Regions from separate parts of the Anas platyrhynchos genome. Here region 2 is linked to region 1. A link is a contact called in public Hi-C data. All regions are on one chromosome and are shown on one strand. Each heading gives the region's core, a stretch centred on a gene start, on an enhancer-like site or on the middle of the called end of the contact. The rest is flanking DNA. Distances are from core to core; before and after follow the strand shown. Region 1 holds the start of ASRGL1 (asparaginase and isoaspartyl peptidase 1). Region 2 has its middle 15 kb from the start of TRNAE-UUC.

Region 1 (4,732 bases), core at 1,612-4,111:
CCAGAGTTAAGTGCTCAAATGCTGCAGACTTATAAGTTAAATAAATGAGCGTAGACAGATCATTATAAAGCAAGCTTTCACCACAGAGAGTCACACTCAGCTAAAATGTATTTCCCATCTACATAATTTTGATTTACGGAACCATCAAAACTAGTATATAGGAAACCAAGAACATATGTAATTGTTTATACAGCATGATTAAGAGTTTAAAACAACCTGTAAGCTTCTATTTCTATTGAAGTTGCTTCCATGCTAACATTGTACACCTAAAACGTTGGGCAGAAAGAGGTGCTTCTCAAGAATTCGGATTTTCTCCTGCCCTGATGAAGCTGATGTTTTAAAAATAGCAAAGCTAAACCGCCTGTCCAGAGAGGTGTTTTAAGGCATAACCCAGAGAACCAAAGGCCAGACATATACTGATTTACTGACCTGAGCAAAACAAAGTCCTAAAGATTAGTGACTGATTTAGAGAGCAAGTGAAGAGAAGTAAAAGTTAAATGAGAGAACACCAGCCTGACGTTAATTATACAACAGCTTCATAACACACACCGCACCTCTAAGTCTGCTTCATTTGTTCAGTTTGAAACCTCTGAAAATCAAGAAGGTCAGCCCAAGTCAGTAACAAAACACTGAAAAGTTTCATATTAAGTTTTTCCCTCATTTGCAATTACAAGGTCAGAAGGAATGTGTGAATCTCTGCAAATTAAGCAACCACATAACAAACAGGTACATCATCTGAAATACTGAACTTTGACAGGTCTTTCTGCCTGTGTTCATTCCTGACATACCTTGGTGGGGATGGTGAAATATTTTCACTGAAATGCATCTAAGTAATAAATTTGAGGTTATATGATACGGACTATTAACTAACATTAACATTAATTAACATTAATTGCTAGGAAATTCAGTTGTAAACCCCTACTGTATAAATTTATGACTCATATACCAGCAGAGTGTGACTTTTGTAATACTATTTATGAAAGCACTAATTACAAGCAATAACTAAAAGAAAAACTCCTAAAATCCACCGAAACTGTCTTCCTTTAGCAATACGTAAAGGTCAAGCATTAAGGCTTAAATATCACTGTGGGTTCCGTTCAAGTGACTTAAATATGAGTACTAACCGAGCATACATTCCATTAAAGAGTCTGGGTCTTAAAACTACAGAGACATCACAGCAACGAGCTAAGATTTACAGAACAGTGATAACTGGAGCACAAGAATGAATTGGCAGGTACAAAACGCTGAAAAACAGGAAAGAGTAACTTGTCTGCCCAAGTGTGCTCACAAGAAACTGTGGCACATAGAATGCTCTTTTATTATACTGATAAATACTACTTGCTGACACCAATATTTACTCCAAAGGGATAGCAAACCAGTATTTTCAGAATGATCAGGACAAAATAGTGAACGTACACACTGATTATATGCCAATTTACTTCGTGAAAAATTACCTGCATTAAAATGAGGATTATCTTCCATTGATCGCACTGCCTCCTCAACTGCATCTAAGGCACTGCCTCCTTGTTTCAGGATGCTGTAGCCTTGCAGTGCAGCTCTGATAACACCAGTACGACAGCCCTGTTCTCGTTCTTTGAAGATCCGGCCAGCTCCACCATGCACCACGATGACAGGCTTCATCCTGAAGGCCAAATTCCTTCCAAGGCTTTCAGCTGCGCCAACAGGTTGCTCTTAATCAGCCTGCTTCGGGAAGAACAGCATTTAGCATTTGTTCCCTTCTACACAAGGAAAGCGCCCTGCAGAAAAGTTACAATACGCTTAGTTTGACCTCAATGCTTTTACCTCTCAGGAAGCTGAGCACACAGGCAAAGGAGCTCCTACAAGATATTCAAGTTCCAACCGGAGGAGCCCCCAAGCAACTTGGCACACCCCTGAGCTCAGTTCTGCTTCTAGCTGGGCTGGGTGACCTCTGTAGGCCCCTTTCAAGCAAAGGTACGCTACGATCTCATGATTCAGCACGAAGCCTGTCTGGCGATCTTATTATTTTACAAGTTATACAGCAACAAGCATCGGTGTCTCAGTGCTGCAAGCTGCTCGTTAGATAAGTAATCCTGTTCTTCAGGTGCAATAATATAACCAGAGATGAAGCCACTGACCCCTGTTAGCAGCATAACTCTGCTGCCCAGGTGCCAAACCTCTGACCTCTTGCAAAACGTTGCACTTTGGGCAGCAAAACGAAGCGTTTAGACCTGGTGGTTAGCTCTTTTATTGCCACTTCTCACGAGGAAAACAGCACCGCTTACACCTCCTGGGGCGCAAAGGAACCGGAGCTTCACCTCCTGCCGAAAGCTAGGGCAGGAAGGGATGCACCCTCCAATTAAACGATTCCTAGGCCCTGGATTTTTATAAATTGTGGAAAATGATATCCAGCTGCTTTTCCCTCACTGTACCTGCACACCCTCCGGACGTTACCCCGGCCGCCCGCACCCCATAGCCCCCACAGCCCACCCTATTTGGGCCCTGTAACCCCAGACGGGGCAGAAAACTCTCCCTTTTCACTGGAGCCCACCACGTAAGCGAGGCCTCCCTCTTGGGAAGCGTTTTTATTTCGCCGCCAGCCGCGCTCGGCCCTCCGCGGGGCTCCGGCTCCTGCCGCCCACAAGGGAGGAGCCCGGCGGGGGCTCTCCCCGGCCGCCCCCACGCCCCGAGCCGGCTCCTCCGCGTCCATCCAGCCTCACCCACCCTTGTGGAGAGCGAGGGAAGGGCTCGGCCCCCCCGTGTGGCCCCCGTCCCGTCCCGTCCCGTCCCGTCCCCTAGCGCAGCCCGCAGCGGTGGCGGCGAGCGGGCGGTTCCCTCCCCGACATGGCGCCCCCCGCCGCCTGAGGGCTGCCCGCCGCTAAGATGGCGGCCGCCCTCTGCCCCCTGCGCGCCCGGCGCCCGGTGGCTTTAGGCTCGGCGGTGGTGCTGTGTGTGTTGGCAGAATAAGGGTGTATGTGGGAGTATAAACGCCAGAGATGTTGCTCTGGCTCCCAGCTCTGTAAATTTGTGTCCCCACAGCCCAGTTTGTCACCGGTGATGGAAATGAGCGGTCCCTTCCTCACCCCCGCCTCAGAAAAGGGCTCAGTGTGGTGTGGGAGAAATGCCTGCACACAGGTGCGCAGAGGTGACATTTCTACAAAAATCAGAAGGAACAGCCAGGGAGCATGGCTTCTTCCAGCAGGTGACGTGTCCCGGAGTACACTGATGTGCCCAGTGCAGGACCAGCCAGTTTGTTCACGATGAGACGATAACCGCTTTTATTTCTTCTCAGTGATGTACCTTCTCCTATCAGATGTTACACCACCTTTAATTTCCTCATCACTCACTGCCGCTTGGTTTCTCCTTAAGTTAGATTAGAAAAATGACACCTCTTTTCCAAATCAAAACCCAACAATACATGGCATCCGCCCTGCCTTCTGCTCTTTTAAACAAGCTGGGATTATTCATCCCCAAAACACAAACTGAATAGTGTACATAAACTGACACTGGAAGGTGTAGTGAGACCTAAGGAATCTGAGTCTTCAAGCTGAAAGAGACCAAGTGACAATAAACTGTATATATCCATTCAGATTCGAAATAGATAACTAAGACAGGAGATAAGTTTGCCTTTTTTTTTTTTTTTTTTTTTTTATAATAGGCTGCTGATGGAACACATAGTTGCTTGCTATAAAAAGAGGAACTTGAAAAATTCTTCCTGGAAAATAAAAATAAGAAAAATACTTGAAAAATGCAATGAAAAAGTTAACTGAAAAAAAAAAATAAAATCATAGTTTCTTACCTTTATGGCAAAAAAACATAAGAATTTCTCCGAATTTATGCAAACCCTATACCTGACTGCAGCCAGCTGCCTTGCTTCACCATTTCCGTTTAGTTCACCACCTCTTCACGTTTTTCTACTATTTTTCATTTCACGCTAGGTTCTGGAGACAGCAGTAAATGCAGCCTACTCTGGACACACAAGGAGTTGAGTTGACGTGACTGTGCTGAAGAACAAGGATTTATGGCAGTGTGCAGTCACTCAATTGAAGATCTGTTTTGATTCTGAACGTTGGTTTAAAATGAATTAGCATGGTGTAATTAAAAGGAACTACACTGGATGGTTTTTCATTGTCACTGATAGGATTAACAAAGAGGAATTTAAATTTTGAATGTGAATTATTTGAGAGTACCTCTTTTTTAATAGAATATTTTATCTTGCTTTCAGAGGTAGTGTCAAAACAGGAAACTGATACTAATTGAATGAAATACTTTAGAAGAATTATTTCAATTGCTTGCATGGACAGCTGAACACAAAATTTATATAATAACATTAAATTGAAATATTAATATTAGTCTAACATTGTCATGACTCAACAAAGCAAGTATGTCACCTGATAGAACTGGCATACTCTGTTTTTACATCAGTTTTCTACCCTAAGCTTTCTTTAGCCACCTTCTTTGCTGCAGTGGTCAAATCATTTTTATTTATTTTTTTAACTGAGTCACAATCAGTTTCCAAATTAGCATTGGAACAGCAGAGGGAGAGGGCCACCAAAAATGTCTGGGTAGCCAGTAAGGTAAAGGCAATTGTTTCATACATCATTCCTTACGAGTCAGCACTGAACTGCTTCCCGCCTATTTCACTGGGAGATAGTGGTCTTTTAAACCCTTTTTTAGGAATAGGATGTTTATTAGTATAATTAGAAAAATACTGCATATTGAAGAGATGAGTTAGGCAGAGCAAGCAAGTACG
Region 2 (4,223 bases), core at 600-3,099, 62 kb before region 1:
CTAAATCCTTCAGTCTCCTCACCTCTTCATTCACTTCCCGGATTTTCATTTAATCTCTGAGCACAGTAGTTGCCTCAAGTTCCACTTTTCTATTTCCATCCTAGATCTTTCGGTTAGCTCAGTTTGTAGTGTTCTTGCCAAGGGCAGAGATATTTGCACTATTCCATCCCTACGCATTTTGAGCTGTCAATCATCCTTTCTTTGATAGCCCAGACCTAGCCTGCTTTATACATATACAGTCTTCTCCTTCTTCCCTATCAGAAGGCCTTCCACTTGTTTTTAAAGTGGAGATCCTGAAAAGGCCATCTGGACATCTAGTCTTTGGGTAATCTACTTTGCGATTAAAGAAAAAAAATGCCACCTTTGTGAACACGGTCCAGAGAAGCACCTCTACTCCAAATCTGTCCCTCTGTACATATGAAATCTTTCTTCACCTCTCCATCACTGCTCAAGAAAAGCAGGGCTGCCAACTCAAACACCTCATCAATACAGAAACTCTACAGACCCAGCCAACCACCCAGTCTTGCAGATTCCTTACGATCAAAAGCTCAATTGCAGCCCTCTCAGCTGCTCCTGACATTTGTCTCATCCAGGGTCTCTTCCTCTTCCAGATTCACTTTTACGCAATACTCTCTAAATTCAGGAAAGGCAAAAGTCTTGCTGTGACTGTTACACATTCAGAAAGCTCCTGCCAGTAAAAACAGCCTGAGAAATCACTGAGAAGTGTCCTTTATATCCTCTTACAGCTACCCCTTCTCACTGAACCAAACAGCAGCTACCGCCACGGTCTAGGCCTGTCATGGTCCACGCCCATCTTTCCCCCTCCACCTCCAGGCACCACACGATGCCAGCCTCTACCCCCCATGTTAGTTTCTATTGAGCTGCATTTGTGCTTTTCCTCAACCCTGCATCTGAACAGAAGTGCGAGGTAGAGCTCCAGAGCCTCCCTTCACAGCCCTGGTGCGAGAGGCCTCTGGCACCCCTGGAGCACCGGGCCCACGGCCACCACCCTGCCGCTGCCACCCATGGCCACAACAGGGAGCTCGCAGAGACCACCCTGCGCCCAAAATCCTCCCAGGGATGGTCACGTTTAACACCAAGCTGACTGCTTATGAAATCATTCAGCTTGGCAGTAAAAGCAACTCTCGTTTTAGGCCTGGGCTGCCAAACTAGTAAGACCAATGAAAGTTAAGAGCAGCAATAGGCATACTGAGAAAAGGATTTCAACTCCCTACTTTAAGAGAAGGATGGTAGCAAAACTCACCTGGACTTATTTTATATTCTCCTAAGCAGGCTGTAGGTTTAAAACTTTATTAGTATTTCGGTGAGGCTCATCACTATGGTATGTGAGCAACCCAAGAAGATCAAGTTGCTCATCTGTATTAAACAACAGTTGCTGCGAGATGAAAACAAGCAGGGCTTCAGAAACCCAGCTGAGGTTTCTGTTTGGCAACGACAACGTGCTTGCAACGAGGCTTGGATCCAGATCCCATTTGATCTGGGTCTTCCCGCCGCATAGATTTCAGGTACGCTCAATAGCTCCGCGTCCCTCACCCCACCGCCTGCAACACAACACTGGGCACGCTGCATGCAGTTAGAAGAGGATTAAGTGCCACATTTCTATCTCATCCAAGCCTACTTTTTGTTTCCTCACCCCTTCCCCGAATCAGCAGCTTGCTGCTGCGGCAGGCGACGAACACATGGCTTCTCCCACTCATTAACATCGCGGCCACGCCGTGGCACGGGTCCAAGCCCGTTTTTTTCCTGCAGAGGATACAGCTTCTGGGGATGTGAACAATCCCAAGCGAGAGCTCGTACGCATCAGCCCATTTCCTCTGTTGGAAGGGAGTCTCCCGGCTAGCTCTCTGAACAAACACAGCCCTGGAGCCAGCCCGCGGACGGTGTTTACACAAACGGCACTGCCACCGATAGAGTTTCTGATACTGTGCAACAAAAAAGTTTGAAGCAAAAGAGAAAAAAATTTCCATGAAAAAGCAGTAAATTGCACATTAGTCAAATGTTGATGCATTTTTAGTCATTTCAAACAGCGGCTTCTTTAAAAACCACATCTATTTTACTGTGGTTAAAGTAAATCTTATGCTGAACAAAGGAACTGAAAGGTACCAATTTAGCAACAGTTCTCTATTTCCATCCCACCTCTCCTCCTCTTGCTGCCTTACACACAGACAAATGCAAGGCCCAAGTAGTGCCAGTATAAAATAAAGGAATGCTTTATCACTGCGGTTTGGGAATTTCATTTTTTTTTTTTTTTTTTTAACGCTGAAACAATATTTTTGCTAAGTTTGGGCAAACTGAAGACGGGGTATAGCTGAAGTATTTATTTGACAAAGATTCGGTGTCACCTGTAGGTCTCCATACACGCACTTTGACAATGATACTTAATTAGCATCGACCTTTCACCACTCAACGTGCTGTGAAATATTAGCCTATTTTTAATTTTATTTATTTGAAGGAAGTGGAACAATACAGCGAGCATCAAAAATAGTACATCAAATAGTACACGCTGTACCCCATGCTTATACAAATAAATACAGACAACTATAATCCGGGAGTAGGATATATAAATATAAACTCCTAGCTTCACAGAGTTCATGAGAATTATAACTTTTGGAAAACCCAGTCAGTCCACTTGGTAATTGAAGTGTTTGCAGTCTCTTTGCTACTAACCCAGGGAAGGAGCAGAAGGCTGCTCTCAGCATGCATTTTGCCTACGATTCGAACTTGTAACATCATAAGGTCAATTTACAATAGGAGGCAAGGAGGTGTATGAGAAATACACATCATGGTTGCTGTTATTTCTCCCTCTCCCCCAGTGCTGTGACGCAGCTGATGCCTGTGGCAGCCCCAGCTGCCTCTCAGGCAGCACAGGCCTTCAGGGTGCATCTGAGCAGCTGAAAGGAAGAAACTCGAGGGTCAGCAGTAGAAGATAAGGGCAGAGACAGGCCCCGGCATAAGATTTTTCATAAGTTAATAGCCTGGCGATGGAAATATTTTTAAAAATTTCCATGCCTCCTCCTGCATAGGGGCTGCTAAATTGCATCCTGTTGCCCTAGTCAGGGCCGGGAATCACGGTGTTAACCTGGACTGGTGCCACTCACCTCCATAGCTCAGCTTCGCCCTGGTGCAAAAGCTTAGTGGGCTGCTTCTCAGAACAAGCGATTCACAGCAAATCCCTTCTAGCCCCAGCCATCCAGTGGAGGAAAGCTTAGTTTGCTTTTCTGAGTTCTTACAACACCAGGAAATCTTAGAAGCACCAAAGGGAAAAAAAAAATTAAACATAAAACTCAAGTGACTGCCTACAGTCCTCTCTGCGGCCTTCCTGGCTGAAGATGAGAGCAAGCAGCTAGTGTTTCAGATTGCTCGATGGAAGTGACCTCTCCAACTACCACACCATATTAACTTCCTGACCAAGCTCAGTGAAAGCCTGCCAAGTATTACAGGGAGAAGAAAGGGATGTGAGCAGCTCGGGCACTTCCTTTCTGCAGATATTTTTGACCAGCACTGAAAATCTATGGATCTTATCTGAAGAACTGGAGCATTACACGGGGTTCAGCAATATCCCAGTTTTAGCCTATGCACTGAGCACAAACCAGAAAGCAAGGGCCACATGGGCTGTTTGCTAAGAGGTCACACAAAATAACTAGAGAGCCTGTATCTGCCTTGTGGTGAGATGAAAAAGCAGTGATGCCTACTTTCTCACCTATCCTGACACACATTTCCAGCTAGAAATACCCTGTTCTCTCTTTTAGGTTGCAGCTACTGACACTTGGCTGCTCGCAGACCAGGCAGGCATCACAAGCTGCACCGAAGCCGCTGCAGAACAGCATCAAAAACAATTGTGTTGTACCCGTTAGCCATTTCAGCGGAGGTCAAAAAAAAAAAATTTAAGAAGCAGGATAACATATACACCCTCTTCATAATAGAAAATCTGTCCCAGTGCCGCTCATTCCGGTGCCAGGAAACTTGGTTTGAGAGCCCAGCAACACGACACCTCCCACCAACACAGCGGTAAGGTCAAGGGATGCTAAAACGGGAACTGTAGATGAAATTGAAAGTTAGATTAGGTTCAGATTTTAATTTTTAAAACAATAAGACCCTCTATTTTGAATATGATAAATGTGAAACATAAGACTGAACAATGTTCAGTTTTATATCACATCTTTGTATTCTTTAAAAAGGTAGAGAATTAATCAAATCAGCAA

What was found. A called contact is a pair of places that touch in the nucleus more often than the background predicts.
Region 2: a contact with region 1 is called in a Hi-C map of subcutaneous adipose tissue, with 2.2 times the contacts expected there. The contact joins the enhancer-like site here to the promoter of ASRGL1 in region 1. A contact is called at or near these places in 3 of 8 Hi-C or Micro-C datasets (liver, skeletal muscle and subcutaneous adipose tissue).

The regions. Positions count from the first base shown.
Region 1 is chr3:89,582,105-89,586,836 of IASCAAS_PekinDuck_T2T, reverse strand. ASRGL1 (asparaginase and isoaspartyl peptidase 1) reads right to left here and starts at 2,861. Exons shown (of 7, transcript XM_027455017.3): 1 at 2,704-2,861; 2 at 1,455-1,701. The coding sequence starts at 1,641.
Region 2 is chr3:89,643,172-89,647,394 of IASCAAS_PekinDuck_T2T, reverse strand. No RefSeq gene overlaps it. Among named protein-coding and RNA genes, the nearest start is that of TRNAE-UUC, 15 kb to the left of the region's middle. Within about 2 kb of position 1,849, at least 1 of the 8 cell types and tissues checked has an H3K27ac peak or open chromatin away from gene starts, as enhancers often do. A contact at or near this core is called in subcutaneous adipose tissue, where this site is marked.